Linked DNA regions of Ovis aries: region 1 is linked to region 2. Evidence: chromatin contacts called from public Hi-C data. All regions are on one chromosome and are shown on one strand. Each heading gives the region's core, a stretch centred on a gene start, on an enhancer-like site or on the middle of the called end of the contact. The rest is flanking DNA. Distances are from core to core; before and after follow the strand shown.

What was found. A called contact is a pair of places that touch in the nucleus more often than the background predicts.
Region 1: a contact with region 2 is called in a Hi-C map of tail adipose tissue, with 1.6 times the contacts expected there. The contact joins the enhancer-like site here to the promoter of MGAT1 in region 2. A contact is called at or near these places in 3 of 16 Hi-C or Micro-C datasets (blood, omental adipose tissue and tail adipose tissue).

Annotation. Positions count from the first base shown.
Region 1 is chr5:37,730,848-37,736,508 of ARS-UI_Ramb_v3.0, reverse strand. No RefSeq gene overlaps it. Among named protein-coding and RNA genes, the nearest start is that of ZFP62, 23 kb to the left of the region's middle. Within about 2 kb of position 1,823, at least 12 of the 54 cell types and tissues checked have an H3K27ac peak or open chromatin away from gene starts, as enhancers often do. A contact at or near this core is called in tail adipose tissue, where this site is marked.
Region 2 is chr5:37,691,196-37,696,922 of ARS-UI_Ramb_v3.0, reverse strand. MGAT1 (alpha-1,3-mannosyl-glycoprotein 2-beta-N-acetylglucosaminyltransferase) reads left to right here and starts at 2,046. Exons shown (of 4, transcript XM_060415724.1): 1 at 2,046-2,126; 2 at 3,002-3,422. It overlaps LOC105613357 (a long non-coding RNA gene), which reads right to left and starts at 1,534. Exons shown (of 2, transcript XR_009600683.1): 1 at 1,280-1,534.

The DNA of each region.
Region 1 (5,661 bases), core at 574-3,073, 40 kb before region 2:
GTGCAGACTTTCTTCAGAGTTATAACTTCTTGTATCCTCACATGGCAGAAAGGGATTAGGGAATCTTGTGGGGTGTCTTGTATAAGTGCACCAATCCTATTCATGAGAGCCCAACCCTGATGACCTAATCACCTTCAAAGGCCCCCACCTCCTAACACCATTACACTGGGCATTAGGATTCCAACCTGTAAATTCTGGGGGAACACACATAGACCTAAAACCCCACTATATTACTACTTACAAGACACTCAAATATAAGGACACTAAGTTTGAAAGTAAAAGAATGGAAAGAAGTTATATGAAGCCAAAATAAAATTGATGTGCTGCTGCTGCTAAGTCACTTCAGTCGTGTCCGACTCTGTGCGACTCAATAGAGGGCAGCCCACCAGGCTCCCCCATCCCTGGGATTCTCCAGGCAAGAACACTGGAGTGGGTTGCCATTTCCTTCTCCAATGCATGAAAGTGAAAGTGAAGTCGCTCAGTCGTGTCCGACTCTTAGCCACCCCATGGACTGCCGCCTACCAGGCTCCCCAGTCCATGGGATTTTCCAGGCAAGAGGACTGGAGTTGGGGGCCACTGCCTTCTCCATAAAACTGATGTAGCTCTACTAATATTAGATAAAGCAGGGACTTCAAGGCACAAACCATTCTTAGAGAACGATTAAGACAAAACGTTCAGGAAAGAAAAGACACTGAAAAGATAGAACAGTTATAAGTTAGTATCTACCTAAAAAGTATTCAGAACACAAAGAAAAAAAATAAGATCCACAGTTATGATTTTTTTTACCTCTCTAATTAATAGGACAAACAGACTAAAATTTGGTAAAAATACAGATTTAAACAATAAGGTTAAAAGCATTCTAATGCATATGTGTGGGACACTGCACCAGTGTATCAAGGATGCATATATTTTGTCAAGAACACATGAAATATTTTCAAAAATACCTACACAATGTTCTGTGTCAATTATACTTCGGTAAAGCTGGGGTGGGGAGCTTGACAAATATGCTGGACCAGAAAGTAAATCTGAACAAAATTTAAATAACTGAAATTAGAAATTAATTTAAAAAATGTATAAAGCATGTCTATTCAGAAATTTGCATAAACATTTTAAAATCACAGTTCAAAGAAGAAAGTATTTTCAACTGAATGATAATGAAAATACTACATATCAAAAACTGGAGAGATATTTCTTAGTGCTTAGAAATTTATAGCTTAAAAGATATTTCAGAAAATCAGAAAACCTGGTAATTAATCACCTAGGCAACACTTCAAAAAGAAAATCAAATCCTAATGGAAGTTACAACAAGGAAGTAATAAAAAGCAGAAACTAACAAAATAGAAAAACATTATAGAGACGAGCGGAGAAGACAATGGCACCCCACTCCAGTCCTCTTGCCTGGAAAATCCCATGGACGGAGGAGCCTGGTAGGCGGCAGTCCATGGGGTGGCTAAGAGTCGGACACGACTGAGCGACTTCACTTTCACTTTCATGCATTGGAGAAGGAAATGGCAACCCACTCCAGTGTTCTTGCCTGGAGAATCCCAGGGACGGGGGAGCCTGGTGGGCTGCCGTCTACCGAGTCGCACAGAGTCGGACACGACTGAAGTGACTTGGCAGCAGCAGCAGCGTAGAGACCAGAGCCAAATGTCTGTGTGTTTTGTCAGTTTTAACTGACAAACCTCTGGGGAGACTGATCAAGAAAAAAAAGAGAAAGCCTGAATAAGCAAAGTCAGGGATAAAAAGAGAATACAGAGAACTGTAAATTTTTCTTCTCTGAACATACACTGACCTCCTTGCTCTCTGCTATTCTGAGAATAGCTCACTCCTAAATTCCTGACTCAACAATTCTGGGAACAGGAATGTAACAGTCATGATGAGCCAGATCAGAAAGAAACACAACTCATTTCTGTAAGACTGCAATACAAAAAAAAAAAAAAAAAAAGCGCAATACCTACCTTACAAAACCCACCAAAACTGCAGTATTCAGTGCTGCTTTTGTTTCTTTCCCCTATAAAACCTCTCTCATTCCTCATGTTTGGGGAGACATTCCCTTTAAATCTTTCCCTGTAACAACAGTGTGAATAAATTCCCTTGAAGTCTCAGCAGATTTCTAGTTTTGTGTTACAAATGCTACAGACATTAAAATAATAAGATATTATATCACAGTTTTGAGCCAATAAATTAGAAATTTTATTTGAACTGAGAAAATTCCTAGGGGGGAAGAAACAAAACTTACTAAAGGTCTCACAGTTGGGAGGAGTCTGGGAAAGATTCTGAAGTGAGTTCAGTCCTTATGGAACTCTTAGGAGGAGTGAGTGGAGAGAGAAGCAATAATAGAGAGGGAAGGGAAAACCTTAATAAACAGTGAGTTTGAAAAAGCTTTCCACAGGAGTACACTCCATTTCTAGCTAATTTGTCTGAAAGCAAAAGCCTGAAAAATAATTTCATCAGGGTTTATGTACAGAGACACTATGGGTAAGAAGTACTGAATATCAGTCATGAAATGCAAGGGAAATTTTCCCTCATGAGATTAAAAAACAAGAAATGGTCACCTAAGGATCAACTAGCTGAGGACAGACAGTTGGGACCCGAAGTCTGTCTGCATCAGGACCTTAAGGTTTCCTAGGGAATTCCCTGGCCTGGGAAGTCTCTCCATGCCTCTTCCCCAACCTCAGCGGAGGGCCTTGACTGGATACATGCAGAAGGAAGTCAGAATATTTAACTCCATTTTTCTTTCCATTGAGTGTTCCCATTTAGACCTGGCAGTTCTTCTCAGGCTGTGAATAGTATCAGTTATGCTCAGGAAGGAGTTTGTGTGAATCCCACGCAGAGAGGCAACACAGAATAGTAGCCAAGAGCAGTCTCTCCACCGTGAAGCTGGGGTTCAAGTAAGGACTCTCACTTATTCCCAGATGACTAAGCAAGTAACTAAACCTTCTGGGTTTTTTGCTCATGTGTCCTCATCTAACTCTTTTTGGGATAATAATGGTAACAACCTCAGAGGTTGTAATGAGGGTTGGGGAGGTTAGTGTTATTAGAGCCCTTAGAAATGTGCTTGGAATGAGAAGCATTTGTAGAAGGGTGTAGGGAGTAAGTCTGACAGTGTGGTGGCCCCTGTCCAAGGATTTATACATCTAGATGGACACTCAGGAATACAGCCCCATCTTTAAGCCAAGAAAATCCCCCAAGGACCACCCCACAAATTTGAGAAGAAATATTTTTTTGGATATGTTTACTCTGTGGTATTTGCTTCTAAGCAAGAAATCCATTGTTTCTAAGCAAATATGCTTTTTTCTGGAAAAGGGGTCAACAAGAAGAGCCTCCAGCTCTAGTCCAGTGACCCAGAGTGTTAGGTTGATCAAGGGCTGCTTCACACTTGCTTTTCTGGCTAGGCAGCCTGCCCACTCATGCTGTATACAGTTTTCTCCCCACTCCCTCCCCATCCCTCTGTTTTCTTGGTAATAGGCATGCTGGAGACTACTGAAGGAAGGATTGGTGAGAGCTAAGCTTCTACAATCTTAACCATGGCTGTTTTGGTTAAGTGTTCCTGAAGACCTCAGAGAATAAAAGGAGGCCCTGGAATGGCAGAAGTTCCTCTGATCTGGGGTCAGTATTCTGGTGAATGTGATGTTTATCTATAATTTCCCCATCTGTGAAAATAAAGGAAAAGACCCAGCTCACAAGGTTGCTTTGAGGATTAATGAGAAAGCACTTTGTATTTTATAAAACTTCACATAAACATTATTGTTAAGTTGATTAATTTCTGTATTATTTTTAAAAGTTAAAGGAGATAAAGAAGATGAGAGTAAAAATCAATGAAACTGTAACACAACAGAGAGGATCAAAAGTCAAGGTTGGTACTTTGAAAAGAGAATTAAAATTCTCTTCTGGTATGATAAGAAAGAACAAAACACAGATAATTATAACAGATACCCTAGGTTATTTGGAAGTGTATTTTTAAATTTTGAAACATACAGGAAATTCCTAGTTATAATTTTGTTATTGCATTTTGGTTAGAAATCATACTGTATATGGTTGCTATCCTTTTATGTTTGTAGAGATTTGTTTATGGCCCAGTGTGTGTTTGACCTTAATGAAGATTCCACGAGCACTGGAAAAGAACATGTGTTGTGCAGACTCTGGGTGCAGTCACCTAGATAAAGACATTAGGTCAATTTTGTAATGTATTGTTCAAATCTTCTCTACTCCTTATGAATATTTATCCACTTGCCCTATCAGTTAATAAGATACTTGTTATCTATTTCTACTTACAGTTATGTGGGTTTTGCATAATATATTTGAGGCCATGTCATTAGGTACATGCAATTACAGACTTGCTGCATCTTCCTTAACTAGAGAAGTAAAACTCTATCTGTAGTAATGCCTTTGGCTTACTTATTTTTTTCCTGGTATTAGTAACATCAGCTTTTTTTTTTTTTGATTATTGTTATCTAGCATAGCTCTTCCCATCCTTTCACTTTCAACCTTTTCTGTATCCTTGGGTATTTTGTTTTGGGGGTGGGTGTTGGCCACTCTGTGCCACTTGTGGGATGGGATTGAACCCCCAGCCATGGCAGTGAAAGTACTGAGTCCAGTGGACTTTCACTGGACCACCAGAGAATTCCCTCTGTATCCTTGTTTTAAATGTGCCTCTTGGAAATAGCATATAGTTGTTGTTTTAAATCAGTTTGACAACTTTTTTATCATGGGTATTAGGTCTTTAATATATAACTTCTGATATGTTTGGGTTTCAGTCTTATTCACTGCTTACTATACTTTAAATAGTTTTATTCGTTTATTCACTTTGCTTTTGGCTGGGTTGGGTCTTTGCTGCTGTGTGGGCTTCTCTCTAGTTGCAGTGACAGGTGCTACTCTTCATTGCCGTGCACAGGCTTCTGCTTATAGTGACTTTTTGTGCTGCAGTGCATGGGCTCTAGAGTGCATGGGCTTTGGTAGTGCAACTCCTGGACTCTAGAGCACAGGCTCAATAGTCGTGGCACACGGACTTATTTGCTCTGTGGCATGTGGGATTTTTCCCGATCAGGGATCGAACCAGTCTCCTGTTTGGCAGGTGGATTCTTTACTACTGAGCCACCAGGGAAGCCCCACACTGCTTATTATTTATCCCACCTGATTTAAATTCTGTTATCTCTTTTCTTTCTTTTAGATTAGATTAGAATCATTCTATTTCCCTCTTTTGATTTGGAAGTTTGTGCTTTTCTTTTAATGGACAAGAAAATAAACAATCCATTCTTGACTTAATGAAAGCCTAGTTTTGTCTTCATCCTAGATAATGAAAGAATCTTAAATACTTTAACTATTTATCTCCTGTCTTATATGCTATTATTTTGTGATTATCAATTATGTGTATGTACATATATATAGATGAAACCATACTCACAGAAAACTAGTCAATCTTATCACACTAGGACCACAGCCTTGTCTAACCCAATGAAACCAAGCCATGCCTATGGGGCAACCCAAGACGGGCGGGTCATGGTGGAGAGGCCTGACAGAATGCAGTCCACTGGAGAAGGGAATGGCAAGCCACTTCAGTATTCTTGCCTTGAGAACCCCATGAACAGTATGAAAAGGCAAAATGATAGGATACCAAAAGAGGAACTCGCTAGGTCAGTAGGTGCCCAATATGCTACTGGA
Region 2 (5,727 bases), core at 797-3,296:
GGGAAACACTTACCTATGTTTATTAGTTTATTAAAGGATATAGATGAATGCCAGATGATATACAGAGGTAGAGGCCTGGGGTGGGGAATATGGGGGTGGGGGAAAGGCATGGGGGGGCAGGTCCCAAGCACAGGAGCTTCAGTCTTCCTGAGTTGAGGGTGTGGCACCCTCCCAGTGTGTGGATGTGTTCACCAACCTGGAAGCTCTCTGAACCCCATTTTGTTGGAATTTTAAAGGATGCTTCATCATCTCAGCATGATTTATCATTAGCTTCATTTTCAACCCTTCTCTCAATCTCAATACAATGGCAAGCGTAGGGGGTGGCATGAGAGTGAAGTCAAAGTCGCTCAGTAACGTCTGACTCCTTGTAACCCCATGGACTACATAGTCCATGGAATTCTCCATGCCAGAATACTGGAGTGGGTAGCCTTTCCCTTCTCCAGGGGATCAAATCCAGGTCTCCGGCATTGCAGGTGGATTCTTTACCAGCTGAGCCACAGGGAAGCCTTCCCATAAAGAAAGGCGCAGGAGGGAGATGCTAAAAAATTCCAACTTTCTAATCGTGGCTTGATCTTTCCAAAGATCAGCTCCCATTCAGAAGCTGTCTAGGAGCCCAAAGTTGCTCCTTAGAACAAATGACATTCCTATCACCCAGGAAACGCCAAGGGTTTTTGTAGCCTTGTGGCAAGAACTAAGGTCAAAGGTCAAATATTATAACAAAAGAGCCTCCTAGTACTCTCATCACATGTGAAAATTCAAAGGATTTTAGCAGCTCAGTATCAAAGAAGATATTCCAGAAGACTACAGACTAAGTTCCAGTTTTCAATAAAAGGGGAAAAAAACAAAGGTTGCAAAGTCATCCACAGCCCTGGCAAAATTTTAGAACATGTCATTAAGTAGACGACATATGAACAAAAATTAGTAGTAGCTCCTTTTGCATGCAGTTTTAAGGCAAGAACAGGTCTGACCAATACATTTAGAAAAAAATCAACCAGGGCAATTTTGGAAACTGGAAGTCTAATGTTTCAAGGTGTGGAAAGGTTCAAGAGGAGACTGTTTGCCTAAGATAGTGGCAACACAGGTTAGTGTCACAGACTGCAAGGTTCGCGATCAGCCCTTATCACTTTCTAGCCATCTAACCACTGCAAGACTTCTGTGCTGCTCAGGGAACGGTAACCATGGTCCAGACTTGCGCGTACTAACACTAATACTTGACAAGGGCTCCGCGCAATACGTGTAAAACAGTTGTCCTGGGGGTCGGAGGGGGAGGAGAGCTTACTGTATGAGTAGTCTCTTTTCAGACCCAAGGAAGGTCCTGCCTCCGTTAGAGATACAGCGAGAAAAGTAAGCAATAAACAAAGCAGCTTTCTTCTAGTACTGCTACAGAGCTCTCAGCGCAGGAACGGGTGAACACAGGCCTTGGTGCTTCCAGAATTGCTTCTCACCAGGACTCGAATCCAGAGAGTGGGCCAGCTTAACCCTTCTTCAGAACCCCAAAGAGGCAGGTTGTTGCGACAGTAAAACCGAGGGGAATGGGCGAGACTACTCCTGGCCGACTCCGCCCTCACTTCCGGGCTCTCGCTCCGCCCCCTTCCCGCCCAAGTCCAGCCTGGCCAAGCCGTCCAAGCACCAAACTTCACCACCCGGCCGAGGTGTCATGCGCATGCGCTCTTCTTTCCGCGAGGCTCGACGTGACGCAAGCTCCGGCTTTCCGCCACACTCTGCCCCGCCCCCTCCTTGCACAGCCGTTACTCTTGTCCCCATGTCCTTTGTCACCCGCACTCTGTCCTGCCCACACCTCGTCTGCAGTTCTGTGAATAGTAACTGCAAAACAACCTCAAGTCCTGCAGAGTCACGTTCCGTGCTCCCTTGGTGGCGGTGGTGATAGGCAGGGGGAGATAAGGCGGGATGACGGGAGGTGGCACTTGCCGCGGACCCACTTCCGGAGGACGGACGGAAGTGGCTGTGGTAGATGGTGGGAGGGGGAAAGGAGTGCGAGGGGAGGGCCGGGCGCCGGGGGTCGAGGGGGTGGGGCCTGGGCCGGTAGTGGGGACCCGGCCTGGGGCCTGGAGTCCGACCAGGGGTGGGCTGCGGATACCTGCCGAGTCTGGGTGGGCGGGACCCAGGTAAAGAACTAGCGCAGATAGGGCGAGGGTCGTCTGGGCCGCAGAGGGGTGCGGGGATCAGAATCTAGAGAGGGTCGCGTTGTTACCCTCTTTCCCAGTGAACACAGAGCAAGGGGTTCCGGCGAGAAGGGTGGGAGGAGTCAAATTCTTGGCTGGGTGGGGGGGCGTTCTTGTGGACGCCACGCCCCTACAGGAAGGAAAGGCGCGTGCGTGTGTGTGTGTGTGTGTGTGTGTGTGTAGGAATAAACTTAGAAGGGAGGGGGCGGCCGGGGTGGGCCACTGGATTGAAAAAATTGGAACATCACTGGGGCTGTTGGTGGTAGCATTCGGGCCTCTAGCATTTCAGGAAAGTGCTCTCGGGAGTCGCCCCAGGAAGGAGTTTGACGAAGATTGGGAATTACATCTTTGGCACAGTTTTGGAAGGGGGGGCTGCCAGTGAAGGGAAGGGGGCAAAGAATGCTTGTAGAAGGTGCCAGCGTCTAGGTCTGGTATGGATTTAATTCAGACTGGGAGAGTTGGCCGATTAAAACACTGCACACCCTAAGAAGCTTGGGAGATGTAGGGCGATTAGTGTGTGGCACAAACAAGAGGAGAACAGGAGGAGAATGTTCTTTTCTGTATTTCTTAGAAGTCAGTCTCCACACAGCAGTGGTTTTAGGTGCTGTCTTTCCTTTACCTTGAGTCATATTTGTATACATATTGTTGAGGTGACTGTTTTGGGGTGGAATATGTGAGTGAGGTAGGTACTTTGAATAACCTTGTGGAGTGTTTAAGGAAGGGTTTTTGATGATAATCTCATTTAGGTAAGAGGTATTAGGGATTCCTTTGGGTATATAATAGATTAGAGAGTGTCATGATGTTTAAATATTCTTCAGGTTAACACAGAAATCAGCTTCCTGGGCCATGCCGGTTCTAAGGCCTGTTTCCTCTCATGAGCTTCAACAGAAGACGGACTCTCCAGCCCTCACAGTGGATGACTTTCCTTCCCTGAACAGGAGACGGAATAGTACCTGGGATCTGCCTATCACTGACTCTGGGCTTAATAAACCAGCTGAATGAAGGGATGTAATAGACCTCTGGGAGGAACACTGAAGCCTGCAGGGGGGGGAGGGACCTGGACATACTCCTTCCCCCCCAGACTCCTCCCACTCAGAGTCCACTCAGCCATGGACTTTGGACCTGGACCAGAGGAGAGAAGCTGCGCTTCGGTGTTTCTAATCTGGGATTCTCAGTTTTGGAAATGGAGTACTGAATGGGGGTTTGATGATCTTCAGGGGAGCAGCTGAGAGAAGAAAGGTAAGGTTCCTGTCTCATTTCCCACTTGGTGTCTTGCTGCTCCTGTGCAGATAGTGTTGAGTGGGGCGAGTCCGGGGACACTGCCATTCAGAAAATGCCCTGATGAGAACTCTTACCCTGATGGGTACACAGGAAACTTCACCTCTCCTTCCCTCTCAGGGTGCAGGCTTGTTCCCAGTAGCTCATTACCCAGATAGAGTACCTTGAAAGGAGTTGTGAGCAATGGCAGTGGTGAGGTTAGACCAAGGAGAACATAAAAAGACTTTAGGCCTCTGAAGGGAGGTTGTATTAGATTACTTGTCAGGGCTTTTTCCCCACTTGGGTAATAGGATTCCAAGTCAGTTTGGGCTAAATACAACTCTGGAATGGATTATCCAGGCTGAGGCAGACTGCTGTGTTTTGGAGAGCTAACTAAATAGAGCTGCCTTGGGTGGGGGCAGGTAGCAGATGGTCTGGAATACCTCCTAAGTTGCCTCTCGTCCTTCCCCTTTAAGGAAATGTAGGCTGTGAAACCTCACTGTAAGAGCAGAGGAACAGAACATAGGTTTGGGAATCAGGATTTGTGTCCTAACTCTGCCATTCTTAGTGTACAACCACTAGATATGTCAGTTAAGCTATGCCATGTTCTCTTCACTTGCAAAATGGGGACAACTAACTTTCCAAGTCCGTCACAGGTTGTTTGCAAGGAACAAATGAAATGATAGATTTTTCAGAATCTAGATTTTTCATCCAGGGCCATGTACATGTGGCAGAGTGACATTGTTATTGCTTGATATGCTTGTATAGTTGCATGGAGAAAAACTGAATTAGGACTTCTGTTCATTTATTGAATTAGTGTTCTGGCAAAAGTCTTATTTGTGCTTAATTAAAAGTCTGTCCTGAATTTGTCTCATCCCTTTGCTACTAGCCAATACCTCCTATCATGAAGTGGTGGCAAAGGTGCATGGGTTCAAAGAGAGCTCAGATTGAGGGATTCTGCCAGATACCTTGTTGGCTCTCAGAGCTCTCCAGTCTGCTAGGCATGTGTGCCTCTTTGGGGTAGCAGACCAAAGAGAGGTGGAGAGAAGTGTAAGTCTCAAGGACCAAGTGTCTGTTAGTAGATGGAGCTCCATTTCTTGGAGTGAGGGCCTTTCCTTTCTATGCCACATCCTGGTCATCTGTCCTGCTCTTTGAAGTGACAGTGTTTTTCAGACTGCCATTGTTTAGCCTTCTATATTTTTGCAGGCTCTATTCCCATATAAAGCAGAAGCTGTTCATCTTACCTTCTTGCCTTCCGTTCCTTCCTTGAATTCCAATTTACCTATCCCAAGATGCCTGCTTTTCTGAGTGACAACAACAGCAGAAAGGAGAGGTGATGGAAATTTTGATAGACAGGATACAGCGGACTGGGCAAAGGGTAGGAAGCTTGGCTTCTAGCATCTCTTTGCCTCTCACTAGCTGTGTAACACCTAGGCCTCATATTCAGTGGGCATTTGCAAGCTGAAAAGCGTGTATTTATGACTTGGTTTCTTTCTTTCTCCCTTCCTTCTTTTCCATAGGAGTCTGTGAGGCCCCCAGTGGCCTGAGGGCTGGGCAGGCAGACCTAGGTGGCTTCCTGGTCCTAGGTATTTCTTCTCTAGTCTGATGCCTGAGATAGCTCGTTTGAGGCTGGGCTTCTACTATAGGGTGGGTCTGTCACCTCCCCTAGCTTTGCCCACCAAATTCCTGGTGCTATTCTTTGCTTAGACACTGGGATCACAGTGATCCCTCAGGGATATGTGGCCCCAGGCCCTCATCCTGCCTAGGAGGCCTGTGAGTGCTTCGAAGCACTTGAAGTACCACAGAGTCATGCTGTATTTGTACAGTGCTTACATTATGTGAAGTGTCCAGGCTGTTGTGTTGTGTCAGCTTTTCATCACCACATTGTTGTGAGGAGAACAGAGCAGGGATTATTCTCCCAGTTTGATGCGTGAGGGGAAGCTACAGAAGCCCTGAGCAGGCAGGGCTCGCCTAAGTGTGAAGTGGCAGATGCTGTGATCGCCTGCCCAGTTCTGTGCTGCCTCTATAGTATCTGACCTGACAAGGGCCATTGGGATTCTGCTGCAAACCTCCAGGGAGGAGAACTCGAGGGCCCTGTCAGACAGCCTCTCTGGTAAGATGTTTCCTTCTTAGAGTGAGCCAAAATTCCTCTCCCCTATTGTTTCCAGCAAAAGCAGTAGTCCTTCCCTCAGCCTGACCCTTTGACAAGACAGTCCTCTTGACACAGCCATCAGCCTTCTCAAAGGGCACCATGATGCCAGGGCACAGCACTCACTGGGTGTTCAGC